Linked DNA regions of Mus musculus: region 1 is linked to region 2. Evidence: chromatin contacts called from public HiChIP or PLAC-seq data. All regions are on one chromosome and are shown on one strand. Each heading gives the region's core, a stretch centred on a gene start, on an enhancer-like site or on the middle of the called end of the contact. The rest is flanking DNA. Distances are from core to core; before and after follow the strand shown. Region 1 has its middle 15 kb from the start of Akr1b8. Region 2 overlaps Lrguk (leucine-rich repeats and guanylate kinase domain containing).

The links. HiChIP or PLAC-seq counts read pairs in DNA pulled down with a chosen protein or histone mark.
Region 1: an H3K27ac HiChIP or PLAC-seq map of microglia shows a contact between it and region 2, with 5 times the contacts expected there. The contact joins two enhancer-like sites. A contact is called at or near these places in 1 of 39 promoter capture datasets (embryonic stem cells), 1 of 484 Hi-C or Micro-C datasets (embryonic stem cells), 1 of 115 datasets of contacts at active chromatin or transcription factors (microglia) and 1 of 9 other capture datasets (embryonic stem cells).

What each region holds. Positions count from the first base shown.
Region 1 is chr6:34,335,660-34,342,116 of GRCm38.p6, forward strand. No RefSeq gene overlaps it. Among named protein-coding and RNA genes, the nearest start is that of Akr1b8, 15 kb to the right of the region's middle. Within about 2 kb of position 4,967, at least 3 of the 459 cell types and tissues checked have an H3K27ac peak or open chromatin away from gene starts, as enhancers often do. A contact at or near this core is called in microglia, where this site is marked.
Region 2 is chr6:34,063,569-34,070,401 of GRCm38.p6, forward strand. The region is part of intron 7 of Lrguk (leucine-rich repeats and guanylate kinase domain containing); the gene reads left to right. Among named protein-coding and RNA genes, the nearest start is that of Gm38786, 37 kb to the left of the region's middle. Within about 2 kb of position 2,048, at least 2 of the 459 cell types and tissues checked have an H3K27ac peak or open chromatin away from gene starts, as enhancers often do. A contact at or near this core is called in microglia, where this site is marked.

The sequences.
Region 1 (6,457 bases), core at 3,717-6,216, 280 kb after region 2:
AATTTCTTGGTGCATTGACCTACCAGAAAAAAGGACCAAATTGTTCAGAGTGGCTCATAAGTTAAGGCAGGAGAGTACAGCCATCCCCATTCCAAATCAGATAATCCTATGAGATTAATTTAAATTTTTATTTTTTAATGCGTATGAGTGTGTGGAAGGGCATTGTTTCTGTGGAGAAAGAAGGTCTTGTCACATTTCTGAAGGGCTTTAGAAAGTAAAAAGCCAAACCAGGCCATAGTGATCTACACCTTTGATCCCAGCACCCAGGAGGCAGAGGCGGGCAGAGTTTGAGTTCAAGGCCAGCTTGGACTACAAAATTCCAGGACAGGATGGTTAACCAGGGTGACACAGAAACCCTGTCTCAAAAGAAAAAACAATAACAAAGGGTTGAAGATGAGAAACTGTGAACTAAGGAAAGTAGAACAAATCTTACTGCTTAAAATCTGAGACAATGTTTTAATTCACCTTTTGATTTTATTCTGTAGCATCTAAGACCTTTGTTTTTAAAGCTGGAAAATGTTAAACTCCGTCTCCCATCATGGTCTCGGCTATCCAGTCCTTGGGCTCTCTACTGACATGGCCATAGCTAGTTCATAGCTCATTATGTCTTTTCACTGTATGGAAAAGCCTTTCTCCCTCTCCCCTCTCTCCCCTCTCTCCCCTCTCCCCTCTCCCCTCTCCCCTCTCCCCTCTCCCCTCTCCCCTCTTCCCCCTCTCCCCTCTTCCCCCTCTCTCCTCTTCCCCCTCTCCCCTCTTCCCCCTCTCCCCTCTCCCCTCTCTCTCTCTCCCCCTCCCCCCTCTCCCCCCCCCTCTCTCCCCCCCATCTCTCTCCCTCCCTCCTTATTTGTTTGTTTTGTTTTTTGTTTTTCAAGACAGGGTTTCTCTGTGTAGCTCTGGCTGTCCTGGAACTCACTTTGTAGACCAGGCTGGCCTCGAACTCAGAAATCCGCCTGCCTCTGCCTCTCTAGTGCTGGGATTAAAGGCGTGCACCACCACGCCCAGCTTGTTTTTATTTTTTAATTAATCAATTTACATCCCAACCTCAGTCTTCCCTCCCTCCTTTCCTCCCAGTCCTCCCCTCCCTCTAGCCCCACCCACTTGTCTTAAAAAAAAAAAAAAAAGGGAGGCCTCGTATAGGTATCAAACAGCCTTGCTTATCGAGTTGCAGTAAGACAAGGAGCCTCTTCTTTGATTGAGGAGAGGCAAGGCCACCCAGTAGGGGAAAGGGTCTCAAAGGCAACAGAGTCTGAGTCAGCCCCCGATCCTGCTGTTAGGAGTTCCATGTGAATACCAAGCTACACAGTTGTTACACATGTGCAGAAGGCCTAGATCAGTCCCATGCATGCTCTCTGGTTGGCAGTTAAGGCTCCATGAGTCCCTTTGGGCCCAGGTTAGTTGGTTTTGTAGGTTTTCTTGTCATGCCCTTGACCCATCTGGCTACTACAGTTCTCCCTGTCCCCTCTTCTGCAGGATTCCCCAAGCTCCACCTAATGTTTGCCTGTGAGTCTCTGCATCTGTTTCCATCAGTTGCGGGTGAAACCTCTCTGATGACAGTTATGCTGGGCTCCTGACTGCAAGTATAGGAGAATATCATTGATAGAGTGAGGGGTGGGCTTCCTCTCATGGCCTAGGTCTCAAGCTGGACCAGTCATTGGTTGGCCACTCACTCAATTTCTGCTCCATCTTTACACCTGCACATCATTTAGGCAGGACAAATTGTAGGTCAAAGGTTTTGTGGTTGGGTTGGTGTCCCAACCCCTCCACTGGAAGTCTTGCCTGGTTACAGGAGATGGCTGGTTCAGCTTCCATATCTTCCATTGAAAGGAATCTTAGCTAGGGACACCCTCAGGGACTCCAGGGAGTCTCCCTTGCCTTAGGTTTCTAGCTTATCTCACCCCCATTCCAGTTGTCTTTCCCAGTACTCTCTCCCTGCCCTCCCCACACCTGATCCCTCCTGTGCCCATCTGTACCCCTCCCCAACCCAGCCCCCTTCCCCTGTCCACCTATGATGCCTATTCTAGCTCTCCTTCTCAGTGAGAGTCACACATCCCACCTTGATCTCTCATTGTTACTTAGCTTCTTTGGGTCTAGGGGTTGTAGCATGGTTAGCCTTTGCTTTACAGCTAATATCCACTTATAAGTGAGCACATACCATGCATGCATTTCTGAGTCTGGGTTACCTCTCTGACAGTAATCCTTTCTAGTTCTATCCATTTGCCTGCAAACTTCATGATGTCATTTTTTTAGTAGATGAGTAATGTACCACATTTTCTTTATCCATTCTTCAGTTGAGAGGCATGTAGGTTGTTGCCAGTTTCTGGCTGCTATGAATAAAGCCCCTATGAATATAGTTTAGCAGGTGTCTAAACTTTTATTGGCACGTACTTTGGGTCTAAGCCCAGGAGTGCTATAATTGGGTCTTGGGGTAGAACTATTCACAATTTTATGAGAAACTGCCAAGTTGGTTTACAAAATGTCTGTCCGAGTTTTCATTCCCACTAACAATAAAGGAGTGTTCCTCTTGCTCCACATCTTTGGCAGAATGCTTTTGATGAAATTTTGATCTTTTTCATATTCTCTAAGATGTTGTTTTGCCCTTCACATGATGTCCTTTGCCTTACAGAAGCTTTTCAGTTTCAGGAGGTCCCATTTATTCATTGTTGATCTTAGTGCCTGATTCATTGTTCTCTTCAGCCCCAAAATGGAGGACTCCCTTTACCTGCAGGATGTCTCCTTCTCTGACCTTGTCCCCTGCCCTCTTTTCCTGCAGAATGTCACATAGCATGGATGAGGTTATAGGTTCAGCTTCCTTTCTCCTGGTAAGAACCTGGTATCAGCACCCAGAATTCCTGGAATGCCTCTCTATGCAAATGAGGTACCCTAAACTGTAGCCAATGCTATGTACCCACTGTAGATATCCTTACTCCCTCCCCCAAAACTATACAACCCTTGATTTACCATGATTAAAGTTGAGCTATCTCTCTGAAGCTGATCCTGGTAGTCATTTTCATTGTTCTCACAGGCCATTGGAATCCTTGCTCCCTTTGTCCTTGTGGGCTGGGGGCCAATAGCCCCTGGGGAGAAGGGAAGACTACAACTTATGTATACTATCATATCATCTGCCAATGCAGACACTGACTTCTTCCTTTCCAGTTTGTATCCCCTTGATCTCCTTTTGTTGTTGCTCTGTGTATTTAGTGTTTTGATTATTATGTGATGAGGATTTTCTTTTCTGGTTCAATCTATCTGGTGTTCTTTAGGCATCTTGTACATTTATAAGCATCTCTTTCTTTAGGTTAAGGAAGTTTTCTTCTACGATTTTGTTGAAGATGTTTTCTGGGCCCTGGAGTTGGAAATCTCCTTTTTCTATTCCTATTATTCTTAGGTTTGGTTTATTCACAATGTCCCAGATTTCCTGGATTTTTTTGTTTGTTTGTTTCAGGAACTTTTTAGATTTAATATTTTCCTTGACCAATGTAAAAATTTCTTCTATCGTATCGTTTACACCTGAGCTTGTCTCTTTCATCTCTTGGATTCTGTTGGTGATGCTTGTGTCTGAAGTTCCTGTTAGCTTACTTAGATTGTCTACCTCCAGGATTTTCTCAGTTTCTGTTTTCTTTATTGCTTCTACTTCCATTTTTAGTTTCACTTATTTCCTTCACATGTTTGATTGTTTTTTTTCCCTGTATTTCTTTAAGGAATGTTTTCATTCTCTTTTTAAAGGCCTCTATCATCTTTGTGAGATTGGACTGAGGCCGTTTTCTTGTGCTTTAGCTGTGTTGGAATACCCAGGGCTTGCTGTAGTAGGATAGCTGGGCTCTGGTTGTGCTTTACTGTCCTCTCTGTTGTTGATCATGCTAGCTGGCCACTACTCATCTGTTATGGGGTTATTATAGGTTTAGATGTTGACTTCTGAGTTTATCTTTGTTAGATGGCAGGAGGGAGCAGGTGATTGGTGTTTTTTCCCTCTTGGTTTCTGTTTCCTCTCTGGTCTTTGCTGGGGCTTTGGGAACCTACAAGAATTCTGGGATTTTGGATGCTGATGTAGCCTCTGGGGTCTATAGAACCGGCATGATCTCTAGGAAAGCAGAGATCTTCCTGGTGCTGGCGTAGCCTCTGAGAAAGCAGGTAGAGTTGTGGTTTGGAATATGAAGCCCAGGGGATGGGGGTACAGTTTATAGTGTACTCTAAGGGGGGATGGAGGTCATAGGGCAGGGTCTTACCTGGGGTACCTGGTGCCCGGTGGTCTCCTGGAAACAGGTGGAATTTCTGCTTACTCTCTTAACTTTTCCTTACTGCCTCACTTCTTCCTGCTAGAATAAATCTCACTGCAGCATTCTTTGCTCTGTAACATAGCAGCTCAGATATTCATTTAAAGTCTTCTTCAGGTTAAATTATATATACATGTTTCGAAAAAATATACATTGAAAATTGTAACATGGTGGCCTAATTGATCCATTAATGGTTGTTTCGTATTTGGTTGTACTTAAATTAGCTCAAATCTCTTTTCAAATGTGGCCCCCAAAACTGAAAATTATAGTCAGGATGAAGCTGCATCAATTCAATTATGCTTGCATTACCTGCAATCTCTGTCTCTATTAATGAGGCTGTGGCTGAATATGGTGACACTTGTAGTCCCAGAACTCAGGGTGCTGACACTGGAGGACTGCTGTGAGTTTGAGGCTAACCTGGGCTATACAGGCTCCTAAACAACAATGAGTAGGTGTAACTGTGATGTTAATTGCCTAACATTCGGAGATTATTTTTGATTTTTGTTTTTTGTGGGGTTTTTTTGGGGGGGGGGGTGAGACAGGGTTTCTCTGTGTAGCCCTGGCTGTCCTGGAACTCACTTTGTAGACCAGGCTGGCCTCAAACTCAGAAATCTGCTTGCCTCTGCCTCCCAAGTGCTGGGATTAAAGGCGTGCGCCACCACCGCCCGGCCTCAGAGATTATTTTTATCATGCAGTCCTTGCAATCAGACAGCTTCCCCTTTCTCTTAAGCAGAAGCATTGCGTTTAACTGGGTCTAAGTTCATGGTTCTGGTACCAATTAAGATTGCTAATATAATATTTCAAAGGAGACATTTTAATTCCTACTCCCGTGACCTATGACTCTTCTAGTTCTATACAATCAGAAAGGGCACAGGAGTTGCCTTCAAGTCTTTTATCTTATTTTTTAAAAGTTCCTGAAAGAGGATTGGCTACAAGCAGAGTCCTGGCATTCCACCAGAGACTTCCTTCAGTGTTGGGACTTAAAAATGAACTAGGTGGGGGTGGTTTCTGCCACCAAACTGCTGCTACTCCCACCCCCACCCACCCCAGGACCTGAAGATGCACACCTCCCTTATCCCATCCTTCTAGACTACCTGTTGGGAGACCTGGTATCACAAAACCGTCATCCTGTGACAGCCAGTGCCATTTCTACCACTCATGCTTGCTGCTGGTAGAGCCATCCATCACCTTACAAGAATAAAATAAAATAAAATACAGTTTGGGAAAAGTATATAAAGTTTTCAGGAAAGATGCTTATTCTGATGTAGCCTCCACCAGGACGTCAGATGCTCTGACATCACAGTCAGTTGAGAAAGCAGTGAGGTAAGGGGGGGTCCCCAATATTACCTGTCCCCAAAAGCTTGCTGGCAACCCATCATCCAGAAGGAAGGGTGGCACGACTAGGAGGCGTGGCCTTGTTGGAGTGGGTGTGGCCTTGTTGGAGGAAGTCTGTCACTGTAGAGGTAGGCTGTGAGTTCATATATGATCAAGCCATACCCATTGTGAGACACAGTCTCCTTCAAGATATAGAACTCTAGGCTTCTCCAGCACCGTGTTTGCCTGCACGCTGCCATGCTTCCTGCCATGATGATAATGGACTGAACCTCTGAAACTGTAAGCCAGCCCTGATTAAATGTTTTCCTTTATAAGAGTTGTCTTAGGAGCTGGAGAGATGGCTCAGCCGTTAAGAGCACTGACTGCTCTTCCAGAGGTCCTGAGTTCAATTCCCAGCAACCACATGGTGGCTCACAACCATCTGTAATGGGATCTGATGCCCTCTTCTGGTGTGTCTGAAGACAGTGACAGTGTACTCACATACATAAAATAAATAAATCTTAAAAAAAAAAAAAGTTGTCTTGGCCACAGAATCCTTTCATAGCAATGAAACCCAAACTAAGACTCTGCTGAGCCCTCTCAGTGGCTTTGTAAACAGTCGAAGGGGTGTAATCTGATTAGTAAATGTAGATGACACCTGGTTAATCTCATTTATTTATAGATGATCAAGCCAAGTCAAGAAGCCAGCTAAACCTAGTTTTTGTTTGGTTGGTTGTGACTTTTTTGAGACAGTCTTGCTCTACAGTTTATTTTTAGCTCAGCCTGGCCTCAAACTCTTAGGGGACTCTCCTGCTTTAGTTCCCCGGGTGGTAGAATTATAGGCACACATCATAATGCCAGGCTTAAAAACC
Region 2 (6,833 bases), core at 798-3,297:
ATCTGTAATTTAATAAGTGTAAACACCACAGGAAAGGCTTAACCATAAAAATTAAACCAGAAAAAGAAGAGACATAGAAGTGATTCCTTATATACTGCTGGTAGCAATAGTGTCTCTTTGATGGGTTGGGGAATGAACTTGTTTGCATATCTGGCTTAATGTACCCTTTACTATTCAAAATATATTCATATTCTTCCCCTCCCCCTCCCTTCCCTCCCACCCTTCTTCACCCTCTCTTTCTGTTTTGGTGGTATTGGGGACTGACCCCAGAACTCTTTGATTTCTCTACCACTGAGCTGTATCTCAGATTAATTTACCTAGTTCTTCCTCCCTCCCTCCCTCCCTCCCTCCCTCCTTCCCTTCCTCCCTCCCTCCTTTTCTTCCTTCTTCCTTCTTTCTTTCCATTCTTCTTTCCTTGCACAGTGCTGGGCCTTGCACAGGTGCCCACGAGCCCATGATTGAGTTGTGTTCCCAGCAACTTAACCTTTCCCCTAGCAAGCTCATATCATTCCTTAGGCTGTAAACAACCCAACACAAGTCAGTTATTAAGGTCTGAGAATAAACAGTTTTCATATTGATCTTCATCTCACTTGCTCTGTTTACTGAGTAGATCTAGTGACTTCTTACAAGGTAATTAATTCTATTAATGACCTTGGCCCTTGCATCTGTGTGGTAGGAAGTCAGTACAATTCCTGTTCCAAATGGCCTTCATTGTTCTTTTTCTGAAGTTGCCTTTGAAGATTGACTGGGGAAACATTTTGTGCTTAAAATGGTTTTCATATTTATATGGGGGATGCTGAGAAGGTAGAATATGCTCATTAAATACTAACTCAGTACATCTCAGATTTCAAGAGAAGAAACAGCAAGGCGTATAAAACAGTTACAGTAGATGAGAATCAAGGGCCCTTCCCTCCAAAATGGGTGTGGGGTAATACTTGAGAACATGAGGCCTGAATGTGAGCCATAGGTGTAAAGTAAAGTGCCTCGAATTGATAATAGAAAAAAGAAACAGGAAATGCTAACTTTAGTAGTACACATTATTAAACTTGGTATAACTATCTTAAGGTTTTACTGCTGTGAGCAGACACCATGACCAAGGCAAGTCTTATAAGGACAATATTTAACTGGGGCTGGATTGCAGGTTCAGAGGTTCAGCCCATTATCATCAAGGTAGGAGCATGACAGCATCCAGGCAGTCATGGTGCAGGAGGAGCTGCAAGTTCTACATCTTCATCTGAAGGCTGCTATCGGAATACTCACTTCCAGGCAGCTAAAATAAGGGTATTAAAGCCCACACCCACTGTGGCACACCTACTCACAACAAGGTCACACCTCCAAACAGTGCCACTCCCTGGGCCAAGCATATACAAACCATCACAATATCTGAAATTTAACTTTAGCACATAAGCTATAAACGAAATTATATTAGAGTTATCTTGTCTCCCATTGTTTTGTACTGGCCTTTTGACATGAGTCAAACATGTTATAGTTTGGAGTGCATCTCCCTTCATTTAGCCAGAACACAGGGTTTACCACTTTCTTGCTTTTAAGTCACCTTCTAAACTACATTGGAAAAGTTGGGGGGAGGGGGGAAGATATGTTCAAATGAAGGAGTTCACAAATGTTAGTGACTCTATTTTGTAAAAAGTGGCCACATGCCTTTCAGAGGACTCCTCTGGCAAATCAGTCATTGATGGTAACGGTCCCCCACCGGCATGCTAGGGAGTGCAACAGTCCTTTGAAATGTCATTTGGACCATCTGAAGAGCCCTAAGGGGTTTCTCCGGGATAGCTGATAATTCTTTGATTCAGGGATGGAAAATGTATTTGTACAGGGAACACAACATAGGTATGCTGCTTCCTCCATGATTAAATTTGATGTTAGAAATACTGTGTTCTTGGTAGCAGTTTCATCCGTGGTACACCTGTGCATATGCATGTGCCTGACTGCCCTTACCAGCGTCTCCTGTCTGCTGATTAGGGAGGCCTCTGCCAGCTTCCTCTCTGAGGTCCCTGTGACATCCCAGACCGTGGCTAGCACTTAAAAACTGACCCAGACTCTCAGTTCTCCAACCTCCCTACTTCCTCCCAGAAGCACTATTCTTGTCAGGGGTTACTCTGAATCTTGGTGCTTGGTGGTGGGGCTAGGGGTAGGTGCTGTTGTTTTTCGAGACAGGGTTTGTCTATGTAGCCCTGACTATTCTGGAATTTACTTTGTAGACCAAGCTGGCCTCAGACTCATAGATCCCTGCCTCTGGGATTAAAGGCGTGCACCACTCTGTCTGGCTCATACCTCAGAATGTATTATCAGTACTTCTTGCCAGTGATTGTAAGGAGTAGCAATATAATGCTTGTAAAATGACAGGTGCAAAGAAAGAATTTCAGTCCTAAGTAAGCCCTGGACACTCTCCTGTGATATGGACGGAGGTGGCAACAGCTAAGCATTGCTTCTGTAACGCTTTAGATGGGGCATGGTCAGATGCGAAGGATTTCATGCTTGCCACTGTTGAGCAATATGCTCTTTTCAATGGCTCAGGCAAGCAGTGAAAGGATCTTCCCCTGGAGCCTGGCTTCATACTTTTGTTCATGTGTATGAGCAAAAAGAATTCGTGGGGAGCTGACTGACTGCTGAGTGCACTTGACCTCTCTCTCTCTCTCTCTCTCTCTCTCTCTCTCTCTCTCTCTCTCTCTCTCTCTCTCTCTCTGAGTTTACATTTATTAGGCTTGAGGAATGGCTGGGTACATGATCTGGGGGGCGGGGGGGGGGTCCTGGGTTATTGCAGAGGCTAACCCTGAAGCAGAGGCAGCCCAAGGTTGGGCTATTAGAGATGCTGTCATGGTCACATCACTGTTACAGTCAGTCTCTCTTCTACTCCTGCCATTGGGGATGAGCAAGGGGGAGGCCAGCCCAGGCTAGGTAGCCTGAGCTGCTATCCAGTCCTAGAAATAGTGGCAGTATCCCGGGTTCTCTGCTGAGTGCCGATAGGTGTTCCCTTGCAGCCCTGTTCCTAAGCTGCTTCGTTGGCTCATCAGTACTTTTTGAGATTTCAGGTCAAGACCAATGTGACTTTCCCTTTAGTCATGACTCTTACTTAATGTGGACTCCATAGCAGCAAGCTTGGCCTGCCTGCACTTAAACCAGTTCATAGGTTTGGAGTGAGCCTGCTAAAGAAGTCAAGGACTTGACTAAGATCATTAGTCCATCGGAGTAGGACAGAAGATGTGTTAGGGTCAGGTCTACACTACTTAGGGAGGGGGACCAGTTCACTTCGGGCTAAGCATGGGCCACATGCTCTTTGGTTAGGGATTAGAGGGCAGAAGTGCCATCATTTTCCTCCTGTCTGCCTCACAGACTCCATGTCTAGCCTCTCCAGCACCTCCTCCTGTGTTCCCGGTCCTCCGCAGGGCTTTTCATTGTTATTATTGCTGAAGATTACATCATATCACGTTTTATACTTTATATCGTGATGAGTTATTTTCCTTCCCTCTAGAATAGTGTTTTTCAACTTGTGGATCGCAACCTCTTTGGGGGTCAAATGACCCTTTCACAGGGGTGGCCTCGGGCCATCAGAAAGCATATATATTTACATTATTATTCATGACAGTAGCAAAGTTACCATTCTAGAGTAGCAACGAAAGTAATGTTATGTTTGGGGTCCACCCAACATGAGGAACTGCAGTAAAGGGTAGCAGTGTTCAGGAGCACGAGAACCACTGTGCTAGCGTGATAGTTGACCTTGGGGAGTTTATTTTGTTCAAATTTTACAATATCTGGTTTGTAGTTGGTACTTAAGAAGGTTGTTGGATGAAAATATGACTCTCAGGAGCCCTCAGCCCCTCTCCTCTGAAGGGTGTGGGTGATGTTTAAGGTGCGGTAAAATTCTAGGAAGACCATGTATAAGAAGGAGGCTCAGAAGTTTCCCTACTGGGCGAAGAAAGAGCATGAAGATCAGTATACCTGTTTTAATGGAGACTGTGAGGGTCTTCCGTACGGCAGAGGCGGTGAAGAAGGAGGAAGATCCCAGAGAGCCATCTGAGAAGGAAATAGTGAGGCAGAATAGAGGTAGTGGATGAGGAGAAGATGTTGCGAATGATTGAAGACTATGTCAGGTGACTTCAATAGTGGTGCTAACCAGCATGGTGGTGGGGCAGGATGTCCCTAAATGTTTTAGCAGCAGGATCCACTCCAGGGTAGCTGCTGTGTAGGGAGCTGCACGACGCCCTCTCTCTCAGGTAAATGTGGTTGTGGAGCAACTTCCCCTGGAAGGTAATGCTTCAAGGTAGATTGGGTTCAACTGTGACATCCCCCACCAAGGATGTGCCCAAGCCCCTTGGCCTGCTGAACGTAACCTGGGTTAGAAAAGGGATTTCTACAGATGAGGTTAGTGATTCCAAGATGAGATTGTCACCCCGGAATCAAGAGTTAGGGAGGCCTAAAAGACAGTGGTTTTTTTGTTTGTTTGTTTTTCAGTTATCAGTTTATTTTATGTCTGTGGGTACATGTATGTCTGTGTACATGTATGAGTTGTGATGGTTTCAAGTCTCCATGTAGCTGGGAATGGAACTTAGTTCCTCCTAACTGATGACCCATCTCTCAGGCCTGGGTGTTCTTACAAGAGACAGAAGGGAGAAAGCAGACACAGGCACTGGCTTTATGTTGCTCTAAGTCAGTGCTCTCTATCTTTACCAGAAGCTGGGAAAGACAAGGAAGAGTTCTCCTCTAGAGCCCTCGAAGGAACCTCAGGCTCTCCAGCCAGCCCTGGATTGTAGGCTCATCTTCAGAGCCAGAAGAATTGGTTCCTGTTAGCTTGGCCTATAAGTTTTGGGGTTGTTATGGACCCTCCAAGGCTCGTGTATGTGTGGCGCTATGTCTGGGGAATGGAGGGGAGTTTGGGAGTTATATTTAACTGTGATCTCTTATCATTTCTGAATTTTGTGTTTTAATAAATCTTCCTTATTTTGATTTTTAAAATATTCTTACGTTTTTTTTTTTTGTAATTTCAAGTTTTGGAATTTTTCTTTTTCACTATGTAGTTTGTAAGTAGGGTGTGTGTGTGTGTGTGTGTGTGTGTGCGTGCAGTGTGCAACAGACATTGAATTCCCATATAGAAAACAAATTGTCCCAACATTTCAAAAAGCTGATTTAATAGCATAAGATAATCTATTAATGGATCTGTCAGGATTTATTGAATTATTTACTTATTGAAATTTGTTGTGTTTACAACTTGCTGTTAAAATAATGTTGAAGTATATATGCTCACACATAAATCCATCGTTACATGCATTTTTTATTATTTCCTTATGATGGATTTCTGGAAATGCCATTTCTGGGAATGGCTGTCATAAAACTTGTTGATTTCTGTTTTGAACATTCATGCTTTCTCTTCCCACTGCAGTTATGAAGTTAGGATAACTTACTGTAGGCATGTCTGGCTGTTCGTTTGTCAACAGGATCATTTAAAAATTGTCTGTCTGGTGGTGAAACCTGGTGCCTTGTATACTGTTTTATATATATTTCTTTGATTATCAATGAGGTTAAACATTTTTTAAAATTTTATTTCTTTTTAAAAATTATCAGCCAGGCGTGGTGGTGCACACCTTTAATCTCAGCACTTGGGAGTCAGAGGCAGGCGGATTTCTGAGTTCGAGGCCAGCCTGGTCTACAGAGTAAGTTCCAGGACAGCCAGGGCTACACAGAGAAACCCTGTTTTGAAAAACCAAAAAAAAAAAAAAAAAAAAAAATCAGTCCATTCTCTTAGCCATCATTTTCTTTATGACAGTTGTAATTTGCTTCTTATTGAATGTAAGGTATTTCAGCTACACATTTAAAATGATGTGTAGAATAAGTCGACACTTTCTGTAATAGACTTCTTTATTATTTTTATCTTCTTGTGAAATCTTTTTCCGTTCTGGATCTGACACGTGCTTATCTAAACCGTTTTCCTCTGCGTCACTTTGGCCTTTACTTCTTTTTTATTTTTTCTCTACTGTTTCTTTTTTGAGCAAAACAATTTTAAGAGTAGGAGACTTTCATATCTCACTCTCCTCTTTTTTGTATTTACTCCTTTGTTTAGCATGTGGATAAACATGAATGGATGTGCACTATATGCAGGCAGTGTCACTGAGACCAGAAGAGTCCCAGGTCTCCTGGGACTGTCATGTGGGTGCTGGGAACAGAGTCCTAGTTTCCTGGAGGAGCAGCCAGTGCTCTTAATCCCCCTTCCTGTCTCCCTGACCCCTCCCTCCATGGTTGTTTCTGTTCTTTTGTTAGATATGCTTTTGTTTGTTAGTTACAGCACTCTGGCCTGACACTCACTGTGTAGTCCAAGCTGGCCACGAAACCACAAAGATCTGTCCACCTCTGCCTTCTGAGGGCTGGGATTAAGGTCACGTAACACCGCACGCAGCTATCTTGAATCCTTAATCTATAATTTAGTTTGTCTTATAACTGAAATGGTTAGTCCTTTACATCCTAACACATCAAAATGTGTGTGGCAGCTTGCTGCTACTCTAGCTAGATTGATTTTGGGATGGGCGACACTTGGAACTTTGGAGTTTGCCTTTCTGATTACATTATTGGAAATGTCATCCTTTGAAGGTGGCATGTGTGTGTCCACCCCTGACTTAGTTTTGGGATAATTTGCATTTTGGTGTCACTTGGGTGTGGACAACTCAGAAATGATCTGTGAACCCGTTGGTAAAATACTTTTATGAGGCATGCAGAATGCTGTGAGAAACACTAATTTATTACAAAACTCACTCTCTGTGTCTGAAATTAGATTGTAATTGTTTATTGTAGAAAATTTAAGTAAGCCTATTTGTGTCTTTAGTATG